Linked DNA regions of Hordeum vulgare: region 1 is linked to region 2. A link is a contact called in public Hi-C data. All regions are on one chromosome and are shown on one strand. Each heading gives the region's core, a stretch centred on a gene start, on an enhancer-like site or on the middle of the called end of the contact. The rest is flanking DNA. Distances are from core to core; before and after follow the strand shown. Region 1 holds the start of LOC123445924. Region 2 has its middle 10 kb from the start of LOC123415296.

The links. Hi-C and Micro-C count contacts between places; a contact is called where the count stands out from the background.
Region 1: a contact with region 2 is called in a Hi-C map of leaf, with 3 times the contacts expected there. The contact joins the promoter of LOC123445924 here to the enhancer-like site in region 2. A contact is called at or near these places in 2 of 6 Hi-C or Micro-C datasets (leaf and seedling) and 1 of 1 datasets of contacts at active chromatin or transcription factors (embryo).

Annotation. Positions count from the first base shown.
Region 1 is chr1H:467,951,359-467,955,142 of MorexV3_pseudomolecules_assembly, reverse strand. It overlaps LOC123445924, which reads right to left and starts at 1,688. Exons shown (of 2, transcript XM_045122819.1): 1 at 201-1,688; 2 at 1-98. The coding sequence starts at 1,411.
Region 2 is chr1H:467,846,753-467,850,187 of MorexV3_pseudomolecules_assembly, reverse strand. No RefSeq gene overlaps it. Among protein-coding and RNA genes, the nearest start is that of LOC123415296, 10 kb to the right of the region's middle. Within about 2 kb of position 1,422, at least 1 of the 3 cell types and tissues checked has open chromatin away from gene starts, as enhancers often do. A contact at or near this core is called in leaf, where this site is marked.

The sequences.
Region 1 (3,784 bases), core at 439-2,938, 100 kb before region 2:
CGTCGTCCCGCGCCTTCCACAGGAAGGTCGCGTACCGGCTCAGCGCCTCCGCGTCCGTCGGCTCCGCCTGCACCGCCCGCTCAAAGTAGTGCTCCGCCCTGCGATCAACACGGAGTTGCGAAATCAGTAACCACGGTAAAAAAAGAAAGAGCTGAAGTGGCGTTTCGTCGAACAATTGGTGGGCGTGGCCGAGGGCGTACCTCGTGTGGTCCTTCCGCGTGAGGTAGAGGAATTGGGCGAAGTTGGCGAGGATGAGCGAATTGTTGGGCTCCTCTGACACGGCCAGCTCGTATCCCTGCTCCGTCCGCGCGTACTCGCCGACGTCCTCCGTCTCGATCTCCGCCTCCACCGGCGCGACGAGGCTCCCCAACACGCTTGGATCCGTCAACTCATCGGCGCGTGCGTCGGCCTGCATGCTCGAGGCCTCCGCGGCCATCCTATCCCAGATGGCCTGCTCGTCCACGGCGGCGGCGTCCGCGCCCATCCCCGCCAGCGGCGCAAGTTGCTGTGGCGCGACGCGGTTAAGACTGTAGCGGGATTCGTCCCACCGGTCATCGCTGGAAGCGCCCGCGACGGGGCGAACATCGCCGCCACCCCCGCTGCCCCCACCGACCGACGCAGTCCGGCCAGACGAGAATGTCTTGACAGAGACAGCATCGAACCGCGGGTTGGATGGCTCGTTGTGCTGGGCGTCGACCAGTGTGGCAGCCGCGGCGGCGGGCAGGGTCGGTGAGACGGCGGCAGCGGCGACGCTGTGGCTCATGGAGTGGACGGAGAAGTTGGCGAGGAGAAGCATAAGGGAGAGCATGAGCGCCGGGGTGGCGGCGAAGATGTGCTGGAAGAGCCAGACGAAGGAGGCGTGCATCTCGCCATGAGCGCGCGCCAGGACGCCCTGCAGGTCGTCGCAGAGCAGGGCCTCCTGCATCTGCTGCAGCGCGAAGCTCTGCAGCTCCTGCACGATGAGCACCATGGACGAGAAGGCGCGGCCCACCGACTCACCGGCGGAGCCAAGGAGCAGCCGCTCGTCCCACCGCGACCGCGGCGCCACCTGCTGCTGCTTCTTCTTCCGCTTCAGCATTCGAAGGGACAGGGGCAGGCCGACGGCGCTGGCGCTCCGCTCCAGGCTCGGCGGCCACCCGCATCCCGCCGTCCGCGCCCCTGCCGACGCCGCCAGCTCCTCGATCCTCCTCAAGAACTCCAAGTCCCCGCCTCCCGTCCCGTCGATGCTAGCGCTCAGCGCGCACCTCGCGGGCCGCCCCTCGCCACGCCGGCGCGCCACAAGACCGCCCGGCGCGGAGGATCTCACGAGCATGCCGCAGCCGCCGCCGAGGAATGGCGACCGGGAGGAAGTGGAGGGCGCCGAGGAGGGCGCGCACGGCGATGGCACGACGGCCGCGACCTGGAAGCCCATGACTTGTCTTTGCCTAGTCCCCTTCCCTGCGCGCGGCGAGAACCCTCGGCCTTTGGTTGGGCCTCGAGATCAGCACCGCGAGCGCGAGGGAGGTGTGGAAGCCAGCGGTGGAAGGAGGCGGCTCGCTAACGAAGGGAAGGCGTCGGGGGGTGGGCTTTAAACCAAAGGATCCGGAGGGGCGTGCGCGTCTTGCCGTCTTGTTCGGCCTCCCGTGAGCCGTGAGCCGTGAGCGTGAAGCGTCCTAGTGGTAGTGTCACTGTTGTCTGTTGGAGTGTAGTGTACTGAAGATGAAAAAATTTCTATAACCGTGTAATCAGAACAGCAAAAAAAATCTTGGAAATTTTCCGTGGAAAATGTACTTCTTAGACCTGTGTTGATTTTGTACCCCTACAAAAAGGATCTTTGTGATTTTGTAGCCAACTTTTTGATGAAAAAGCCTTGTACCCAAATACAACCAAATTTGTTTTTTGTAAATCATAATACAAAATCAAGAATGCTTACTTTTGAAATAAAGGTCAAACGATCAGTGGCTCGCTAGCAAAGAACTGCAAGGGGAAAAGTACGAAATATGATTGTTTGGGGAGGCTAATGACTACTTTTTCTTTAGTTTTAGTCCCTAGAAAAATAATCTTCACTGTTTTTCCCAAGACCTCGTTTGGTTAAGGGGGATTGAAGAGGTTTTAAGAGGAAAATTCCCGGGGGGTCAGAAACCCCACAGATCCTCGGGCGTCCATTTGATAGGAGGGGTTTTCTTAGCCCAATCCCCTCCGTTCCCCTTCAATCCCTTCCTATCCATGTGTTTCAAAACCCTCCTCGGAGGACTAGTGGAAGCAAAAACTCCGGGGATTTGAGAGGATTGGGTGGAACAAAGGAATTCACCCAATCCCCTGAAATCCCTTCCTCTCAAAACCTCCCCAATCCTCCTTAACCAAACGAGGCCTAATGGCAGGGGGGGGGGGGGGGGCACAGCCCCTCAAAGACTGCACATAGCTCTGTCTTTGCACACGATAAGTCTATTTTGTCTTTTGTTTAAGAATATGTTATTTGGCAAATTTCGTCATGAAGGTGATGCTAGCAAACGTACTCCCTGCCATCTGTTCTAGCCATACGGATATTGGTGCAAATCCGACGCAGCTCTCTCAAAGAGTTTGTTGTAAGTGCGTATCCGGGAATCAAACTCGCTTCCTCTTGCAATTCGGCTAGAGAGGTCTTTGTGAACACTTCTGCTTTCAAACACATTTAATGTATTCGAGCTATTTGTTTTAAATTTGTTTTTCATTAAAGTCATTGTTTGAAGAACAGAGATCCCTACTTTTTAGAGCTGACTTTTTTCCCTAAACATGCCACATGCATTTTTTATTGTATGTAGCACGACAATTTCCATGTCCTTTTAATGTCCCCCATGGAAACTTTTTATAAGAGCATGTCATTTAATAATTAGTAACATGAAATACTCTTAAGAGGATGACTGTTTCATTATTAAGGGCATAGAATTTTATTATTAAGAGCATGACATTTCTATTATTAAGATGATGGCAATTTCATTATTAAGAGCATGCCATTTTTATTATTAGTAACATGCTCATTTTTATTTGTCAAGGAGATGAAACTTTTATCATTAAGAGCATGAAATTTTTATTATTAATACCATGACAGTTTTAATATTAAGAGCATGACATTTTTTACTATTAAGAGCGTGTCAGTTTCACTATCAAGAGCATGTCATTTTTGTCATTAGTAACAAGGGCATTTTTATTTGTCAAGGGGGTGAAATTTTTATCACTAAGAGCATGGAAATTTTATTATTAATAACATGGCATTCTTATTACTAAGACATGGCATTTTTATTACGAGCATGTTGATTTTATTATTAAGGGCACGCCATTTTTATTATTAGTAACATGCACATTCTTGTTTGTCAAGGAGATGAAATTTTATCATTAAGAGCATGGAATTTTTATTAATAATAACATGTCATTTTATTATTAAGAGCATGTCATTTTTACTATTAAGATCATGTCACTTTCATTATTAAGAGCATGCCATTCTTGTTATTAGTAACATGGGCATTTTTATTTGTCAATGGGTTGAAAACTTTTATCGTTAAGAGCATGGTATTTTATTATTAATAACATGACATTTTTATTACTAAGAGCATGTCATTCTAATTATGAGCATGTCAGTTTCATTATTAAGAGCATGTAATTTTTATTATTAGTAACATGGGCATTTTTATTTGTCAAGGGGGGGGGGGGGATTTATCATTAAAAGCATGGAATTTTTATTATTAATAATATGACATTTTTATACTTAAGAGCATGATGATTTTATTATTAATAGGTGGAAGCTTTATTTTCTAGATCATGACCTTCT
Region 2 (3,435 bases), core at 173-2,672:
CTGGCTCGGCAGGGACGGCGGGGCCCCGGCGGCACGACGCAGTCGTCGACAACGGAGAGTGCCGTGGCCTCCGCCAGCTGCTTCTGGTAGGCCGCCTCCTCCTCCTCCTCCTCCTTGAGGCGCGCTTCCTCCTCGCTTGCACACAGGACGGACGCCAGCGCGTTCTGGTACGCCGCCCTCCGTTGTGTGGTCTTCTTCTCGCACGACGAAGGGCGGCGACTGTCCAGCCACCACATCGCGGACGCCACGCCAGTGCTGCTCCTCGTGCTCCCATGCAAACCAGACATCCCAATCGAGAGAGTCTGCAGCGTAGACGGCATTGCGCCGCTGCTCTGGTGCCAGCTGCTGTCGCCGGCGCCTCACCTCCCCCACATGCGCCCGCGCCGATCGCGGCATCGCTCGCAGTGGGATTCTCTCCGTATCCAAATGCCCGTCATGCGGCAGCGTGACATCTGGGTAGGTGAGGGGGACGCGATACTCCTAGTGCCACGACGCCTAGTGCACTGGTATGCTCATCCGCTGCCGAGGCGGACGAAAGGAAGACGCCGACAACGGGAGCGCGGGGGACTTGCCCTTGTCTTTGTTGGAGAAAAAGTCCATGGTAGCTTGGGTTTTGCTGCCAATGGGGAAGTAGTGTGTGGCTAGATGTCGATGGGGCGGCTTCAAGAAGAGGAAGAGCCCCCTTCCCCCGCTCGGATTAAAAAAGGACGTTTGTGGGTTGGTGACGTGTGGACCTACGGTGGGCGGTCGTCGTTAATAAAAAGGCGTAGGGTTTGACCGGGTATCACGTGTGGACGGACTCGGACATGAGAAGGCGTACGCCGCGTCCGTTTCACGTCCGCGCAGACCCATTTTACGCATAATTTTGAATTGAAAATGGGTCCGGGCGAACATGTTTTGGATTTTGGTCGACCCGTTGGACCCCCACTTTTATCCGCACCCACGGACACGAACGGACAATTTGGTTTGCTGCATTAGACTTGCTCTTAAATTAGATTTTGTATTTTACAAACGAGATCACATGAGGTAAACTATGCCGAAAGGATCAAAACAGTGAAATCGGCCTCGACCGCCGGGTTGGCGTCATCCGCGAAAAGTTTCCGCCGTCGCCGTCGCCGTCGTAGTCTGTCTCCGTTCCTTCTTTTGGTCGTGAGGAGGAGGTCGCTGAATGCTACGCCCGGCACCTTTTCGTCAGTTTTGGCACGGTTCTCTCCTATCATGCTCTCCTCCTACCATGCGCTGTGCAGATATTTGTGTAATTGCGTCCAACGAGCACGCCGTATCAATCAACGCAGTATCCATCCATGGAAATATGGATGAATCATGTAGCCCTTTTTTTCTCTCTTTTCAACGGGCTGAGACTCGAATCGCTTCTCCGTGGCGCATTGCTCATCGGAAGGGGGTGTACAAGTTGAAGGCCATATCTTCTGCATGCACGTGTGGCGTGCGTGCTCCAAGTTATCCAGAAGCACTGCTTTTCACAACAAGGATAACTTGAAACATATCGCGAGTATACGCTTTTTCCACGTCCACCGGCTAGTTCACGTTCGACCTGATCTGCCGCGTAAGCCTTAGCACCAGTCAATCCTGCTTGTGTGGCGCTGGGTGCGGCAAATATCCCCAAGAGAGACTGAAATTCATATCTTCCCGTTTTCGGGCAACCGTCGCGCAAAAGATCGATATTATACGGAAAGCGAAGCACGCCAGCTTGTGCCGAAAGCTCATGCGCTGTCTTGTCTTCTTTGGAAGCTTCCCCGTGATTTCAGGCATAATAAATTTACTTCGACGAAAATGTCTAGAACACATCTACATGTGTTCTAATCTAATGAAACATAATAAAAAAAACAATGTTCTTATGAATCTTCGCATAAGATCAGTGATATATGATTTAAATGTGCAATATTTACAACACATTTAGATGTCCTTTAGCAAACTGTTTACTTTTACTAGATAGCTAGTGTTACCGTTGTGTAAAGTTGGGCTAAAGCAAGTACGCGTAAATGAAGAAAAAAAAATGGAACACAAACAAATCTTCAAATGTTTATTCAGCACGTATAAGAAAAGTTATATATGTGTACTTTAAAAGACAACAAGTATTTGCAAAATAGAAACAAACAAAAAAAAGGTACTACAAAACTTGAAGAATACCAATAAAAACCTGTAGAGAAAAGCACAAATAGTGAGAAAAGGGAAAACCCGATGGAAAACCAAACGAAGGGCCCCTAAAACCAGTTCCTCTTTCCTGTGGAAGGTTCCCAAAATGGCTGAAATGGGCCAGCCTAGTCACTGAATGATACATATGAGAAATCAATCTATCTCGCGGTAAGCAAGATATAGCATCATATACACCTAAATAGTTCATCCCATACTATTTTTATTATCTTAACACGCACACATGCAACATCATCAAAGCCCACCACAACAAGCATAAGAATTATTTTCCTGTATTAATTGATCCCCACTAATTCTACTTATTTTAACATGCACACATAATCCATGCACATGTATCACCTCAATAAAGGCCCACCAAACACGCATGGGAAAAAGTCCATTATATTACACCAACTATATCCAATAAATAGTTATCAACTATGTAATAAACCAATACAATATGTAATATGTATTTTAGCATTTTTATATAAGTAATCCAATTGTTTCATACAACCAAATTTTACTGAAATATATTGCCCCTAAATAGTTCATCCTCACTACTTTTATTATCTTAATATGCACATGTGCCACATGATAAAAGGCCCACCACAACATGCATAATAATCGATTTTCCTTATTAATTGATCCCCACTAATTCTATTTCTTTCCACATTCACACATAATCCATGCACATATGTCACCTTATCAAAGGCCCACACCAAACATGCATAGGAAAATTTCCATTATATTATACTGCATATATTCAATAAATAGTTTTCAACTATGCAATGAAGCAATACGATATGTAATATGTAATTTTAGTTTTCATACACTATTAATCCAAATGTTTCATACAAACAATTAAAAAAATGTTTTGTACAACTAAATTTTACTGAAATATATTGCAACATATTCCCACCGCAACGTACGGGGTATCATCTAGTTTTTGTCACGAATACTCAAAGACCGCGTATCATTTCATTGATAGGTAGAAAGAAACAAAAGTGAGATACATCAGAGAATGGAGGAGCACCACACAAGGTCTGGGAAGAGCGGAAAGGGATACAACACGACACAAACTCTCTAAGCTAAAATCTAGCATCAAAGACAAAGAGATGAGATAAATGGCATCAATACCACGTCGCAACCAATAGTAGGCACCAACATCACACGACCATGACACCAAGACTGACCAGATCAACATACCTCCCACCTCAAACGCCTAGAGATCGACAAGTAGGAAGCATGATCTGGCTGAACTGGAGAGGGAAGCTATCGAGGGAG